Regions from separate parts of the Muntiacus reevesi genome. Here region 1 is linked to region 2. A link is a contact called in public Hi-C data. All regions are on one chromosome and are shown on one strand. The core of a region is the stretch at or near the end of the contact, and the rest is flanking DNA. Distances in the headings are between cores, read along the strand shown.

Region 1 (3,282 bases), core at 523-3,022, 140 kb after region 2:
GTTAAGACACCAATCGTTTTGATGTTGAAACAGTTTCTGGATTTAATTAGAATCAACTTGTGTGTTATAACTCAAAAAGTCACAATTTGATATTATATTTTCATCTGCCAAGTTGTGTAGGCATGTCATTTCATTCAGTTCTCACAACAACAGAATGAAGTAGATAATACTATACTCATTTTTCTAAGGTTCAAAGACATCATGTGATCAGCCTAAGGTCACACAGTTAATAATTGGTGGAGGTGAAATTTGGACCATAGGTTTCCAAGTCCATTCTCCCTCCCACTCTGTAAACTGCCTCCCTCGCACCGTGCTGAGTACAGAACAATATTAATTAAAACTAACATTTGGATTTCAATATACAGTTTTTAAAAATCTTATCCTATGCACAATTTCATTTAAGTCTCCATAATAATCCTGAGAGGCAGGTAGTAGTTTTAGATTTAGATACAAAAATTGAAAATAGAAGAAGATAAAATGACTTTCCAATCATTTTGATATAAAGGAGAACCACGACTGAAAATCAAGTCTCCTCTTCCTTCTCTGCGCCAGGTTCTAAGTGTTGTTTGATTTAGAAAGTATGAGCTGGGACTGAAAGGTTGAGGGCAATGCTGTTTTTCTTTTTTCCTCTAATAACCTGTGGCCTGGTAGTCACTGAAGTAATTGTTCGTTTATGCAATAAATATTTATTGAGCATTTCATACGTGAAATGCTAGACAAGGATCAAAAACTGTCCTGGCTCCTGAACTCACTGGGGGTCTATATTCTGGTGGAGGAGATTAAAAGATAAATTCCAGATAAGTATAAGTATTACAACATGCTGTGGTAGGAATAAAGGGGGGGGGGTTAAATTTAAATAGAGGTCAGAGAAGGCCTTTCGAAGAAGTTAACATTGAATGAATGAGTACATGAATAGCAACCCCCTGATGGGTTCATTATTCAAACTCCTCTAGGTTTTGCTGGTCATTAGATTGTTTATTTATAGTTGGACTATAAAGAAAGCTAAGCCCTGAAGAATTGATGTTTTTGAACTGTGGTGTTGGAGAAGACTCTTGAGAGTCCCTTGGGCTGCAAGCAAGGAGATCCAACCAGTCCATCCTAAAGGAAAGCAGTCCTGAATATTCACTGGAAGGACTGATGCGGAAACTGAACCGCCAATACTTTGGCCACCTGATGCAAAGAACTGACTCACTGGAAAAGACCCTGATGTTGGGAAAGATTGAAGGTGGGAGGAGGAGGGGACGACAGAGGATGAGATGGTTGGATGGCATCACCGACGCGATGGACATGAGTTTGAGTAAACTCTGGGAGTTGGCGATGGACAGGGAAGCCTGGCGTGCTGCAGTCCATGGGGTTGCAGAGTCGGACACGACTGAGCGACTGAACTGAAGTGAGATTATTTATGATTCTGACGCTGAATATTCTTTGGACCTTACATTGCTGATCCCAAAAGCTCAAGTGCAGAGGCAAGAGCATCGAAGAATCCTGTTACAATTCCTTTCATTCACCTGACCTTGCCTTGGGCCGACAGGGTCAGGCCCCATTGCCACGCCCATTCTCCCCCACCCGGAAGCTCTCTGCATGCGCAGGCGCAGGAGAAATGGTCCGTTCCTAGCGGAGGGCGGGGGAATCCCAGCACAGGACGCGTGCGCCCGGGCCGTAAGCCCCGCCCCGACGTCTGCGCCGGCTCGCGAGAGCCTGCCGTTTCTGAGGGCGGGGCGGTGGGCGGGGACTGAGCGGGGAGGCGCGCGCCGGAGCGTGCGTGCGCGCGCGCCGCGGGCGGGCCAGTGAAGCCGGCGGCCCTGGCACGTGACCCGGGACCGGCTCGGTCGCTTGGTGGCTCGGTCTGTCCGTCCGTCCGCGGGTGCCATCATGGCGGACGCGGCCAGTCAGGTGCTCCTGGGCTCCGGTCTCACCATCCTGTCCCAGCCGCTCATGTACGTGAAGGTGCTCATCCAGGTATGAGTTGTCGCCATTCCCTCCCCCGTTCGGCGCCCTGTTCGGTGGCCGCTGCCCAGGGCGCCTGAGGACCGGCTCCAGCCTTCCGGGCCTTCAGTCTCCTGAGATGCTGCTGCTCCTTCTTTGCTGCTCGCCCTTTCCTTCCCCGCAGGGACGACTCCCGTCGTCCGCGGAGCTCCCGCTGCCCGTGGGCCTTCGCGAAGTCTCGCCTTCCAGCCGAGCCGTGAGGCCCGCTCCTTTCCCGGTAGCCCAACTGCCGCCCTGCCTTGCCCTGCCCGCTGGTTCCCGTGAACTTTGTTTTCTCTTCCCCGAGGTCGATCCTGGCCGGGCGCCGCCAAGGTCTTCCCAACCTTTCCCCTCTCCGCTCCTCTGAAATGAGCGTTCTTCTCTTGTCCCCCGCCCCAAACGCAAGATGTGAAATCTGTTAAAGACAAATTTGAGATTTAAGGGGAGCCCACGTTTTGTTAACTTCTTCTTCTTTTTCCTCTTCTTCTTTTTTTTTTTTTTTTTGGCTACTATTATTGCTGCTTTTCTGTTCCAAGATTTTAGCACCAGATACCCAGAGAAAACACAAGGAGCTCATTCAGAAGTGATAATCAAGTGGTTGCTGAGTCAAATTTCGGAAGGATGCACTGAGCGCTCTCCAGCAGCAGCCCATGTGGCTCATGACAGTGAAAATCGCATCTGTCAGAGCTGGACATCAGTTCAGCCGAAAGTTTTGTTAGAGAGTTTTAAGTATATATATTAGTTTCTAATCTTCTGTGAAATAATTCTTAAGGGGTATTTTTTATTCACAGGCAGGTATGCCAGGTTTTAACTGATGATAGTGTTTTCAATTGCCTTTCTAGATTTCCCTGGACAGGTCTTTAATTTTTGAAACTTTGTTGAGTGTTGAGGTCATTACATCATGCATGGTACCAAGGATAGAAGCCCTGTCCCCACCACTCACTGTTCTGTCAAAAATAGGCATGACACTAGGGAAGTCCCCATTTCTTATTTTTCAGTTTATGATACTCATTCATACAACATGTTGACCCATGAGGATTCAGAACCTATAAATAAAAACTATTGTAAAATGAGTTATTTAAATTAAGAACAGTGGGACTTCCCTGGTGATCCAGTGGCTAAGTCTTGGAGACCCCCACCCCACCCACTTGGGGATTCACTGATCAGGCAACTAGATCCTGCATGCCACAACAAAGATTGCCAAGTGCTACTGCTGAGACCTGGCACAGCCAAGTAAATAAATATTTTTTAATTAAGAACAAAGGGAATTCTCTGGAGGTCCACGCTTTCACTGCCAAGGGCCGAGGTTCAGTCCCT
Region 2 (3,376 bases), core at 576-3,075:
GCCATCCAACCATCTTATCCTCTGTCGTCCCCTTCTCCTCCTTCCTTCAGTCTTTCCCAGCATCAGGGTCTTATCCAATGAGTCAGTTCTGCACATCAGGTGGCCAAAGTATTGGTATTTCAGTTTCAGCATCAGTCCTTCCAATGAATATTCAGGACTGATTTCCTTTAGGATGGACTGGGTGGATCTCCTTGCTGTCCAAGGGACTCTCAAGAGTCTTCTCCAACACTACAATTTAAAAGCATCAATTCTTCAGCACTCAGCTTTCTTTATAGTCCAACTCTCACATCCATACATGACTACTGGAAAAACCATAACCTTGACTAGACGGACCTTTGTTGGCAAAGAATCGTCTCTGCTTTTTAATATGCTGTCTAGGTAGGTCATAGCTTTTCTTCCAAGGAGCAAGCATCTTTTCATTTCATGGCTGCAGTCACCATCTGCAGTGATTTTGGAGCCCCCAAAAATAAAGTCTGTCACTGTTTCCATTGTTTCCCTATCTATTTGCCATGAAGGGATGGGACCAGATGCCATGAGCTTCATTTTCTGAATGCTGAGTTTTAAGCCAACTTTTTCACTCTCCTGTTTCATTTTCATCAAAAGGCTCTTTACCTCATTTTCACTTTCTGCCATAAGGGTGGTGTCATCCGCATATATGAGTTTATTGATATTTCTTCCAGCAATCTTGATTCTAGCTTGTGCTTCATCCAGCCCGGAATTTCGCATGATGTACTTTGCATGTAAGTTAAATAAGCTGGATGACAATACACAGCCCTGACCTATTCCTTTCTTCCTTTCCCAATTTGGAACCAGTCTGTTGTTCCACGGCCAGTTCTAACTGCTGCTTCTTGACCTGCATACAGATTTCTCAGCAAGCAGGTAAGGTGGACCTTACCCCAGGGACTTACGCCATTGTGACCCCATGGACTGCAGCAAACCAGGATCTTCTGTCCAGAGAATTCTCCAGGCAAGAACACTGGAATGGGTTGCCATGACCTCCTCCAGGGGATCTTCCCAACCCAGGGATGGAACCCTTCCCTCCTTGCATTGCAGGTGGATTCTTTACCGCTGAGCCACTGGGTAAGCCCCCTTCTCTACCCTACACACGACTGAAGTCGGAGTATCTTCCAAACACCCAAATCACAAATGGAAGAAACGGCAAATTCCTTTCACCTATGAAAGTGAGCAGCATTTAGGTAATTCCAGCAGGGAGCAACATCAATGTTTACCTGAATACATTGCGGTTCACTATACAAAAATACACGTATACAGTCTCTCGGAAAAATTCCGACGCAAAAGGGCACTCTGCCCTTCACTGCCCCCGCCCCCATCACCCGCCACCCCATCCCAAGGGTCGCTTAAGGGTGAATAAAAGGAGACAGCGGAGATTCACTGACAGACACGACGACGCACTGAGAGGTGACCGCACGCTCGAAACCCAGTAGAGGGCGCCCGTCTGCCGGGCCTCCCAGGTCCTCGCCCCTCGCGGCAGTCTGAGACCCGCGAACCGCGCCGGCGTTTTCAAAATGGAAACAAACCCGGCCCCGCCCCCTGCCGCGAGGCCGCCGGGAAAAATGGCACCGCCCCTTGGGGCGTCCTAGCGGGCCACGCAAAGGTTTCCTCAGACAGAGTCGGCAGACTTCCCCTAGCTTCTTCTCCCTCGGCTCCCTCCCTGCGCACCTGGTCTCCAGCTGACTCGGTGGACGCCTCACAACGCAGGATCCGGCCACCCTCGACCTCTCGGGGCTTCCCCACCTGCCCGCCCGCTCCGCCCCCCGGAAGTGACGACACCCGCCCGGCCCTGCTGTTGTCCCGTCGGGCCTCGCGGCGGCGCGGGAAGATGGCGGCGGCGGGAGCCGTGGAACGGAGCTTCGTGGAGCTCAGCGGCGCTGAGCGCGAAAGGCCGAGGCACTTTAGAGAGTTCACCGTTTGCGGCATTGGTACGGCAGCATCCCAGTAGAGCGCGATCCGAACCTTACCCTCGGGCCTCTCCTATGGCTTCCTCAATCTCTAACCCCTCCGTTACCCTTCTGAGCCCACATGCTTGTTAGCACAGGAATCAGAGCGACCTTAGTGTCCTGCTTCCTCCTCTTTCCTTCCCTTTCATTCTGTATGCGCTGTCAGTCCGTCCCCCTCTGCTTTCTCACCGACCTCAGTCCGTGTCATCCCCAGAGAACCCCGTGTCCAGGTTGACCACTCACCTTTTGCAGGAACTGCAAATGCAGCGGCCGGAGCCGTGAAATACGGTGAGAGCGCGGGAGGCTTCTACTACGTGGAAAGTGCCAAGTTGTTCTCCGTCACCAGAAACAGATTCATTCATTGGTAAGTGCTGTCTTTGGCAAACCCTCTGGAAGGTCGGGGTCGTTCGGCGGCTGAATTTTCGTGGCTGGCCCTAAGGTGTCATTCTTTTTCCGAAGTGGTTGTGGACAGGAAAAGAAATAAAGACTGCTTTCTATTTATGTCTTAATCAGTGGAGAATTAAGGAGACCCAGAGTTCTGGAAGAGGTACCCTCCCAGGCAACACTAAAAGCAGAAGAAATGTTGCATAGGGGCTAAAGCCCCAAAGACCAGTTTTCAAACATGAACCCATGATGTATTTGTAGAGCTTTACCGCTTCCTTCATTCTATGAGTGTGTTTGAGCCTTTACTTATCAGGCATTGCTAGGTGTCCTGGGGGCAGAGTGACTAACAAAAACAGTCGCCATTTTCATCATACAAGGTGTGGCAGTGTAGGGACAGAAGTGGATGTACCTTTCATGGGGCAGTTTTGAGAAAGAAAAAGGCGTTAAGCTAATGTTCATATGTAGGGATATCAATACAGATTTTTCATACTTGCCTCAGAGGAGAAGAATAGGGCTTTGAGAGGCTAATGGGAAGACCAAGTATTATTGGTGGGCTGGGAACGCCTAAAGTGAGTCACATTTAACCTGAGATTGGAAGGGTGAAAGGTCAGCCAGGCAAGGTGTCACAGGAGAGGGCAGTTGACCAAGTGGGATCACTATCTCCAAAATCCACAAGGTGAAAAGAATTTGACAGGTTTGAGGAACTGACTGAAGATGTGTGCGGCTTCAGTGCAAATGGGCAAAATGGATAAGGACGTGAGAGATGCTGAGAGTAGGTAGCTGGGCTGGGCACATCATGAAGGACCTCAGGCTGTGCTTGGTCTTTGTTCCAGTGCATGGGCTTCTCATTCCGGTGGCTTCTCTTGTTCCAGAGCACAGACTCTAGAGCACGGGCTTAGTTATTCCGTAGCATGTGGAGTCTTCCTAGGCCACGGATCGAACTGGTGTCCCAAGAGTTGGCAAGCAGGTTCTTAACCACTAGACTACCAGGGAAGCCCCAAGATGGTAAATTTTATCCTGAGTATGTTGAGCAG

What was found. Hi-C and Micro-C count contacts between places; a contact is called where the count stands out from the background.
Region 1: a contact with region 2 is called in a Hi-C map of blood, with 1.9 times the contacts expected there. The contact joins the promoter of MTCH2 here to the promoter of NUP160 in region 2. A contact is called at or near these places in 2 of 3 Hi-C or Micro-C datasets (blood and muscle).

Annotation. Positions count from the first base shown.
Region 1 is chr9:14,973,547-14,976,828 of mMunRee1.1, forward strand. It overlaps MTCH2 (mitochondrial carrier 2), which reads left to right and starts at 1,773. Exons shown (of 13, transcript XM_065944795.1): 1 at 1,773-1,959. The coding sequence starts at 1,873.
Region 2 is chr9:14,831,579-14,834,954 of mMunRee1.1, forward strand. NUP160 (nucleoporin 160) reads left to right here and starts at 1,826. Exons shown (of 36, transcript XM_065944259.1): 1 at 1,826-1,940; 2 at 2,211-2,322. The coding sequence starts at 1,841.